Linked DNA regions of Capsicum annuum: region 2 is linked to region 1. A link is a contact called in public Hi-C data. All regions are on one chromosome and are shown on one strand. The core of a region is the stretch at or near the end of the contact, and the rest is flanking DNA. Distances in the headings are between cores, read along the strand shown. Region 1 holds the start of LOC107849024 (probable leucine-rich repeat receptor-like protein kinase At1g35710). Region 2 has its middle 64 kb from the start of LOC107849564.

Region 1 (4,717 bases), core at 503-3,002:
CCCAATATGTTCAAGAATTATACCACTGAGATGATTTTCTGCCAAATTAAGTTTTGGAAGTGCAGAAAGCATCCCAAGTTGTGATGGAATATCACCTGAAAGTTCGTTACCAGAACAATCAAGCTCAAAAAGTAGCTTTAGGCTATCCAAGCTTCTAGGGATCTTGCCACTGAAATGATTGGAGGAGAGATCAAGCAGCTGTAGATAAGATGCATTTCCAATCTCAAATGGAATTGATCCAAATAAATTACTGTTAGACACCTTCAAACAAGTTATTTTACTACAAAGGCCCTATTGTGATGACAACTCTCCATAAAGCTCATTATGACCTAAATCAATGTAATCCAGATTTGGATATATAACAAAAGCTTTTGATATTTTTCCTGATAGCTTATTGTTATCAAGTCTGACCCTGGATAACTTGGTGCAGTTTTTCAAGCTTCTCAGGATGCCACCAATGAACCGATTATTTTGCATAGATATTTCTGTCAGAAACCCACCAAGACAAACATTATTTGGCAAATGACCAGTGAGATTTTTATTGGCTAAGTAAAAACATCTTCCAGTTTGAAATGTTTTCCAACTCTACTGGAAGGGACCCATTGAGTTTATTGCTAAACAATCTCATATCCGCAAGTGATTTTAAGTTTCCAAAGCTTGAAGGAATGGGACCATAGAATCTATTTTCATATAAATATAGCGTGTTGAGCTTAGTCAAGTTACCAATGGATGAAGGAATGGATCCTGACAGCCTGTTACCACACAAGGATAGAAAGAGCAGGTTTCCTGAGTCTCCAATTGACGCGGGTATTTCACCTGTGAGACTGTTTTGGAAAGAATCAAAGAGAACAACTTGCTGAAATTTCCAATAGAACTTGGTATTTGACCAGCAAGACTGTTAATTCTGAGATCAACATCCATCAAATGAGTCAGAGACCAAATTTCCCAAGCTATCGGCCCTGAAAGTAAGTTGGTATGAAGATACAGGGACTCTAAGCTGGTCAAGTTACCAAAAGGTGTGGGAATAGAGCCAATTAACGCGTTTCTTGAAAGAAAGAGGCCTTTTAGGGATCACAGCATCCCTATTTCTTGCGGAATATGCCCAGAGAATTTGTTGTAATCAAGGTATAAAATACTCTAGCTGCTCAAGTTACCAATAGCGGCAGAGATTGTGCCTGTAAGATTGGTTGCTTGTACTCTAAGTATAAGAAGAGACTCTAGCATTCCTAACTCCTGGGGCAGAAAGCCACTAAAACGAGTATGGTCAATCAAAAGGTACTCAAGATTTTTCAAGAAGCCTATTTCAGGTGGAATCATTCCTGAGAAATCATTATAGCCCAAATCAAGGTAACTCAACTTTAAAAGATTGAATATGTTAGCAGGAAGAGTACCATAGAGTGATTTGTTCGACAAGTTGATTTTGCGGAGATTGGAAAATGAAGAGAAATATAGATTCTGAAGGATACCACTTATGCTATTGTTTGGCATATTCATCTCAGTTACCATTCCAGGGCTGTCGCAATGAATAAAGTCCCAATGGCAAGGACTAGCGCTGGTATTCTTCCAAGAAGAAAGAACTAATTGGCTTTTACTTTCAAGGCTTGCCTTCCAGATTAAAAGGGCAACTACATTTGCACTTGATGAAGATGTTCCAGCAGTACTAGTATCATAATAGTAATTGGCAGAAACGAGAGGAAACACAAAAAAAATCAAAATTATTAGCGTATGTGGAAAAGGAAAAGTATTCAACATAGGTAAGAAGTGCTACTTTACTAAGACTAGATGTTTGTTTGTCATATCAGATCAGTAAAAACAACTATTTATAGGTCAAAAGATTAACATTTAGCAATTTTTTTTTACTAATTTCAAAATCTTCTTCTTTGTAAGAATTTTTGTTTTATGAGTCAAAAGGATATGTTTTAGATTATAAGTCATCCACTTAACTTATAATACTTTTCCTTCTCGAGAAGTTAGTTTATGTTATTATATATAATGTGTTAAGACAAGCATAATGGGAAAAATGTTACAAAAAGAAAGACTTCCAAAAAGTTGAAGCAAAAGGTATTTCCATAGGTTCATCCCACTAAGCAACCATCTTAATTGCAACTAACTAATTTCAATCAATCTTACTTATCGACATATTGCAGAACATCACACAACTTAATCAAACTGAACAGCTGAACCTGGACCTATGTTACTCCGACTTTCAAAACTGATGTCAAATTTGTGTTGGATTCTTGAAAAATGTACTACTTTTGAAGAATCTGACATGCACCGATCCCTATTTTTTAAAGAGTCCGAACAACATAGACCAGGACCATTACATTTCGATATATTAGACCGTCATAATCGATAAATTAACAAAGATAGCACCCATGAGACAACTTAACTCACTACACTGGATACATATTTTAGATTCTTTAAGAAAATATGAAAGAATTGCTAACGCGTATTTTAATGTTCTACGAGCTGTCAATCATTCATCATTATAGTATGACATATTTTATTGGTTGTTGATTTAAGCGTATAAATGGGATTATGATCAATTATTGATTGCTGGTCGTATCAATCAAGGATTGAGTTTTCTGCAACTGTCAATTTTATCACTCGTCAAGAATAACTTTTTGACTTGCACCATTTTATTTTTACATTGGTCATAGATTTTCCCTTTTAGTTGTAGAATAACTTTTTGAATTCAACCAATAAATCTTGTGTGGGCGATGCCCAGGTTCCAATCAAAGGTCCATGGCCTAATCATATTCTCTTTTGAATTCCAATCCTACTTGGAAAAGGATTCAAATTTCTATTCCTATTTAGAGTTGGTTTGACTTTAGTAAAAAGCAGCATCCATCATCTATAAATATAAGACTGTTTGAGGGGAAATTATTCATGCTCATTGGTACTTTTCTTTGAGAGACATCAGCACATAAGAGAGGTCTTTTGAGAGAGCTTTCATCAAAGAGAGAAAATAGAAAGATAGTTTTTTTGCTGCAATTTTTTCTCTCCAACTAGACATCTTCAGATTGTGTTTGTCATCTCATTCACCATTGAATCAGGCTGAAGCTTTGATTGAGTGTTCCAAACAACTTGGTTTTTGAATGGTGGAGATTGAATTTGGAGTTCAGCAACATCTGGTTTTGAGTCCCAAACATCATCTTTGTTTTAGGTTATTTCTTTTGATTTATTTTTGTTGGTGTCACCAGTGGATCTCCGTGTTTGGCTCTTGTTATGTAGCTATTTTGGAGAATATTTGTAACCCCTTATTGATATAATGGAGCAATTTGAATCTCTGTGATTGTTACCTTTGATTTGAAGGATTTTTTCACGTTATATTTGGTCTTCTTTACTTTCTTTATTTTCATATTTACCTTCTTCCTTCATAACAAGTGGTATCAGACCTTGGTTATATATAAAAAACATTTTAGATGGAGACAAATATGATCAAGGTGGTATGTTTATATGGAGGCAATTACAACATATAGAAGAGAAAAATGAAAGATCTTCTATTTGTAATAAAGATGCATCTGTTCATTTTGGCTGCTCACAAACTCGAGAATATAACTGATGAAAAATTGAGATTTTGAGAACAAACAAATATGTGGATATGTTAGGTAATGGGTTGAGGACAATGTTCGCAATCACATTGTGAATAAGATATATGCTAGAACACTGTGAAAAAAGTTGAAGACACTTTATGCTTCAAAAACTGGTAGTAACAAGTTATTCTTGCTAAAGTAATTGATGACCTTTAAATACAAGAAACGTAGAACTATTCTTGATCATATAAATTATTTTCAAGGTTTCTTGATCAGATGGTTGGAATGATTGTTAATTTCGATGATAAGATTTAAGGACTTTTATTTTTTAATACTCTATCAGATTCACAGGAAATCTTTAGGTTTCTTTAACAAAATTAGCTCTTGGTAGCAAGGTGACTATGAAATTTATCAAGAATGATGTTTTGAATGAAGAAGAAAGGAGAAAATCTTTGGGTTCATCCTCACACTTAGATGTTCTATTTATAGAAGACCGAGGGAAAGACAAAATAAAAAATTCAAGGAATAAAGGTAAAAGTAGAAGTAAGTCAATGTCAGGGTATGAGATTCATTCATGTTATCATTGTGGCAATAACGGACATATTAAAAGATTCTGTAATAAGTTGAAGCAAGAGATTTAGAGAAGGAATGAAAGAAGAAATAACAGAAATAATATTGTTGTTGTCAGAGATGACCTCTTTGTTTGTGATAAAAACGTCATCAATTTTGTAACCCAGGATACTAGTTGATAGTAGATTCTAGAGCTATACCTCATGTTATACCAAGGAAAGACTTCTTTTCAACTAATACTCATGTTGACTCTTGAGTGTTGAAGATGCATAATGCTGGTGAGATGAAGGTATTTGATTTTGGCATGATTTATTTAAAGACTAATATTGATGCAATCTTAGTCCTTCAAAATGTCAATCATGCTCCAGACATTCATCTAAACTTGATATATAAGGCAACTAGATGATAGTGACTACCATAATGACTTATTCTATGGGCAATTAAAGCTCACCAAAGGCGCATTAGTTATGACTTGAGGAAGAAAGTATTCTAATTTATACATGACTCAAAGATCTATCCTTGGTGACTCTATAAATTTGATGGAGAGTGACACTTTATCAAAATTATGGCATAAGATGCTCAATAATATAAGTGATATAGGGATCACATGT
Region 2 (5,021 bases), core at 24-2,523, 270 kb before region 1:
AGACAAAAACTAGCTTTAATTATTACACACTGTTCAGCTCAATATATATGACATTTTCTATACATCTAAGAATTTTGAGCCTCATACCACTAGTAATATCATTAACACAACTTTGAAGAGTTTCTTGCAAAGCACTTGTTTCCTTAGAGTAAGTTGGTTTTGAATACGAACAAGTTTCATCCAAAGTGTCATCGGTCGATGTTATCACAATTCAAATGTGATACGTTTTTCAATCAAATTAACTGTTCAACTTTCTCTAATAATTTTTTTCCACTAGAACTATGATAATCCACAAATTAATATTAGGATAAATAAAGCACAAATTACACATAGCATTCTTGCAAAATTGAACACATATCTAAACAAGACCATTTTCATAATCACATTTAACGAGATTCTCGTCTTTTCTTATCGTAAATAGAGAAAATAACAGTGCAAAATGGGTGAAATTTTCACCTATTTTCGGCAGTAACCGAGACAGAACGAGCTTCAAGAAAATGAAATTCCACTGGGATTTGTGTCATTTCCACCGGAGTTTCAATCTTGACTAGCCGTAGTTTTAACTTTTCATTGGAAATGATTTTTGGAGTGTGTTCTTTGAGAATTTTGATTGCGTGAGGTTAGAAGCATGTGCCTCCCGAACCTCCAAGTTTTTTCCCAAAAATTCCCCTTTTTCGCTCTATACCTCACTATTTATTTATAAGGAAATTTTGGGGAAAAAATATTAGGTTTTTCGGATTTGAAATAACGGATTTCAAATCCAAATTTTTGGAATTGATTTTCTAGGACAAACGAGGTCCATTGTAAAACAAAGGCCATCAATGGCCTTGGTACTGGAATATCAGTGGGGAGAGAAAGGGAAAGGAGGTATCCATTGTGGTATTGCCGGAAATGACTGAGCATAAGCTGAGAAAGGGAAAAATGGATGAGACCCTAGCCATTCTCGGTTGTGAGGAAGGGTAAATCGGTAAAAGAGGGTGGCTAGGGCTCTGCCGTGTAATGTTGTTGATTGTTGTTATTGTTGAACGTCATTTGGGTGTTGAAATGGCTGGGATGGAGTTTGGCCGTTATTGGGTGTTTTACAGTTTGCACTCCGTTGATGTTGTTGTCGGTTATGTTATGGGTTTTCTCTTGTTGTTGAATGTTGTTGAAGTTGGTCCCTGTTGGGAGTTGTACATTGTTTTTGTTTGTTGAAGGTTGTTATCCGCATATAACGAAGAAGGGGAAATATTAGTGGGATGGACCGGGTTGATTTTGGCATATCTTGGGATACCGATGCATGCTGGGTATTGTTGTTTTTAGGCTGTTGTTATGGGAATGGGTTGGTGATTAATTAAATAGGAAGGGGGATAGGTATTTTTAATTCAGTCAATTTCAATTTAAAACCTAGCCGACTTGAAAATTATTTTTTCAATTGTATTACAATTGTGGTCTAACTAATTTTAATTGTGGCCATATTCAGTGAATCAATCAAATTAAATCAAAATTCAAAACAAATTAACAATCAGTTTGATCCCGAGTTTCTTGATTTAAAAAAATCAAACACATATTTTCAAAAAAAGTTATTCTTTTAAGAACAAATTATATTTAAATCAAGATTTTAACCTTTTGAAGTAATTTTCAAGATGACCCTTGATTAAAATCCAATTTTCTGTAAAATAATTATTTAAGTATCAAAATTATATAATTTCATATATATGAATACGATAGTATATAATCGCTACTTAAAAGACAAAATTATCTAGATAAATACTTTGAAAAAATTTTATCCGGCTAAAATAAATGTTGTAATTTTATTTGAAATCGAAGAAATTCGAAATTCAACTCAATCGTGGTGGTCAAAAATTAGGTGTCAACAGTAGACCTCTGGTTTGGGTTTCAGTGCACCCAAGCTTATTTCGACCTATTGATTGAAAAGTTAAAAAATTAAAAATATTGGTGTGAGATCTACATTTAGTCGAAACGACCTCGAATGGAGAATCCAACTTTGCCAGCAGATATGGAACATCAATTTTAGGGTGATAACTTATTTGGTGTGACTTTACGACTTTTAAATCTCATTTTGACCCTCTTTTTGAAGAATTACGATTTCGAATTTTGAGAGTCAACTTAGTGAAAATGATGTTTCTTTAAAAATCTGATATCGCCATTGATCTCGGAGCGTCAAATTTAGTGTGGTTACATAGTTTGTTTGCATATATCATACTCCAAACGAATCTTGGACACCTTATCAAAGTCCGAATTGGACTTTAAAAAAATATTTTTTTTCTTCAGTTGGTGCAAATTTTTCTACACTATGAAAGCAGTTTTTGGGTCATTTTGGTCCTTTTTTTTTTCATCTTGCCTCTTGAGAATTAAACCCTAAAATAGTGTGGGAGCTTAAAAGTGAAACTTGTGGAAGCTTAGGAAGCTAGATTAACATTTATTTCTTGATTCTATTACGGATTTAAGGTAAGAATTTAACACTTTTCTTAGTAATTTCTTGATTAATCTCTCAAAACCTCAAAAATCTTAGTGCTTGATTTTAAATCTCAATTTCACTCCTTCTCACTTCAATAATGTTTTTATTTTATAATTACTACTTTTTCATCAATTTAACCTTCAAAACAACTCTGATTCTTGATTTTAATCCGGATTCAAAAATTTTACCCGGTAAAGCTTCAAAATAATTTATCTTCGATTTGAACCTCATTTTTTACTCGATTTGATTTGGGTTTTCAGCTATAGATTCCTAAAAATATTGGAAACACGTTTTTGAAGTATAGTTGTAATTTCCCTTCTTTTTTGAAAATTCATTTTGGGGTCCATTTTAACCCCAAACCAAAAGTAGTCAATATGGGTGTCGTTGGTTTTATTTTGATGTCAGATGACAGAGGGTATTCGTTGAGTATCTCAAGGTGGATCCAAGAAGGTGCACCATTTTGGTGAGTTCAGAGGTCAGTTTTCCTATGATAGAGATTTTAGAGGTTCTCATGGATATCAAGGTAAGACAGTACAGACGGCCTTACAGAGTTCAAATGTGGATCTTTGCGTTCAGCAGTGCAGGGTAGCCATTTGGGACCAGTGGTACCTTTCTTGTCGATGCGGCCCATAGGACTTGTTATGTGTGCGATGTGATTAGCATGTGGCAAGGAATTGTCCCCATCGTGTGATTAAGGCTATTCATATTTCAATTGTAAGGGGTAGGGGTACTTCTATAGAAGTGAGAGGTGGAGGCAGTGGAGCCCCCAGTGGTGGTTGTGGGGCCACTCGGGGAGTTTGTGGTCATGGACAGTGTTATGCTATACCAACCAAACCTAAGGCAGAGACTTCAGATGTTGTGATCTCAAGTATCATCCCCGTTTGTTTCATATTTGTATCGATGTCAGTTGACCTTGGATCAACTTTCTCCTATGCATCTGCATATTTTACTTTGGGTTTTGATTCTGTTAGTGAGCCTCTTGTCATGCCTATTCTAGTATTTACCCCTGTAGGATATTCTTTAGTGGTGGATCGGGTGTACTGATCTTGTGTCGTGACTTTTTGTGGCAGTTAGACTTGGGTGGTTTAATTGTGTTAGATATGGTTGACTTCAATGTTATTTTCGGTATGGATTGATTGGCTCCTTATCATGTTATCTTAGATATTTTTCTAAGACTGTGACTTTAGCTTCACCGGAAATGCTGAGGATAGCTTTGAAGGGTGCACTTCATTCGGGTCCTAAGAAGATTATATCTTATGTTTGTGCCCTTAAATTGGTTGAGAGAAAATATTTATCTTACTTGGCTCATATTTGTGACACCTGTGTTGTTTTGCCTCCTTACTTTGATTTTGTCTGTATTATTCGTAAGTTTACGGATGTGTTTTCTACGGATTTTCTTGATAGGCGTATGGATTGTGATATTGATTTCTCTATTGATGATGAGTCAGACACCAAACCCATTTCCATCCCCCTTATAGGATGTCCCCAACCGAGTTGAAGGAATCAAAGGATCATTTACAGAAGTTGTCAGATAAGGGATTTATCTGACCTAGTGTATTGCCTTGGGGTGTGCTTATATTGTTTGTAAAGAAGGAGGATGGATCTATGCGCATATGTAATGATTATCGATAGTTGAATAAGGTATCGGTTAAGAATAAGTATCCTTTTCCTCATATTGATGATTTGGGAGGCATCATCACCCACTGAACTACCAAATCTGGGAGGACCCAATCATAGGTATCATCACCTACTAACCCACCAAATGTGGGAGGACCCAATAAAGTAAACCTCTCGAACGTCTTCTAATCCTCAGACAACATCACTACACTAGCCACAAGAAGAGGCATAGTAAATCTGGCAGGTTGTGATCCCATCTGGGGAGGTAACATAAATAACGGATGGACTCCTAATCTTAGAACCCTACAGTCAGATGTCAACACTAAAGGTCGAATAAGACTCGGGGTATGAGGAGTACCCAAACCAGAAGCAGGTGCAATAGTAGGATCCACACTCTGAACCGAAGGAACACCCGACATACCAAAAGGAGAACCTTCTAAACGGGTCAGTAAACACACCAATAATCCCTCTAACACTGGGGTAAACGAACTATGAAGAACTATAGTAGGACCCACACCTCCAACATGCTCAACACGAGGCTCAGGGGAGAGTCCCCTAGAACTCCTCCTAGATGTGGCTGCACCACAGGGTCATCCCCTACCTCGAGTCCGTCCATGACTCGAGGCTCGCCCTCTAGGTGATGGCTCTATATCACTACTCTCGCAGGACCTAGTCAACACCATCTACGTAGAAAAAGTACAACATAACTTAGAACACAAGGTATGAAAGAACTTTGAACGATAAGGAATAAAAATTATAAAAGTTTTCTAAAGATACCATATAGCCTCTCGAAGATATATACGAACGTATACGTACCGATCTGCGAGACTCTATTAGACATCTCGTTCTTATACCGCTGAGATAAATAAAATTTGGCTGCTCTGATACCAATTTGTAATGATCTAAAAATAAGGGTCGTGATGGCACTTGTCGCGGCGTACCT

Evidence for each region. A called contact is a pair of places that touch in the nucleus more often than the background predicts.
Region 2: a Hi-C map of leaf shows a contact between it and region 1, with 2.3 times the contacts expected there. The contact joins the enhancer-like site here to the promoter of LOC107849024 in region 1. A contact is called at or near these places in 2 of 5 Hi-C or Micro-C datasets (leaf and placenta).

What each region holds. Positions count from the first base shown.
Region 1 is chr12:88,378,815-88,383,531 of UCD10Xv1.1, reverse strand. LOC107849024 (probable leucine-rich repeat receptor-like protein kinase At1g35710) reads right to left here and starts at 1,752. Exons shown (of 3, transcript XM_016693707.2): 1 at 1,155-1,752; 2 at 724-959; 3 at 1-198. The coding sequence starts at 1,752.
Region 2 is chr12:88,644,468-88,649,488 of UCD10Xv1.1, reverse strand. No RefSeq gene overlaps it. Among protein-coding and RNA genes, the nearest start is that of LOC107849564, 64 kb to the right of the region's middle. Within about 2 kb of position 1,273, at least 5 of the 5 cell types and tissues checked have an H3K27ac peak or open chromatin away from gene starts, as enhancers often do. A contact at or near this core is called in leaf, where this site is marked.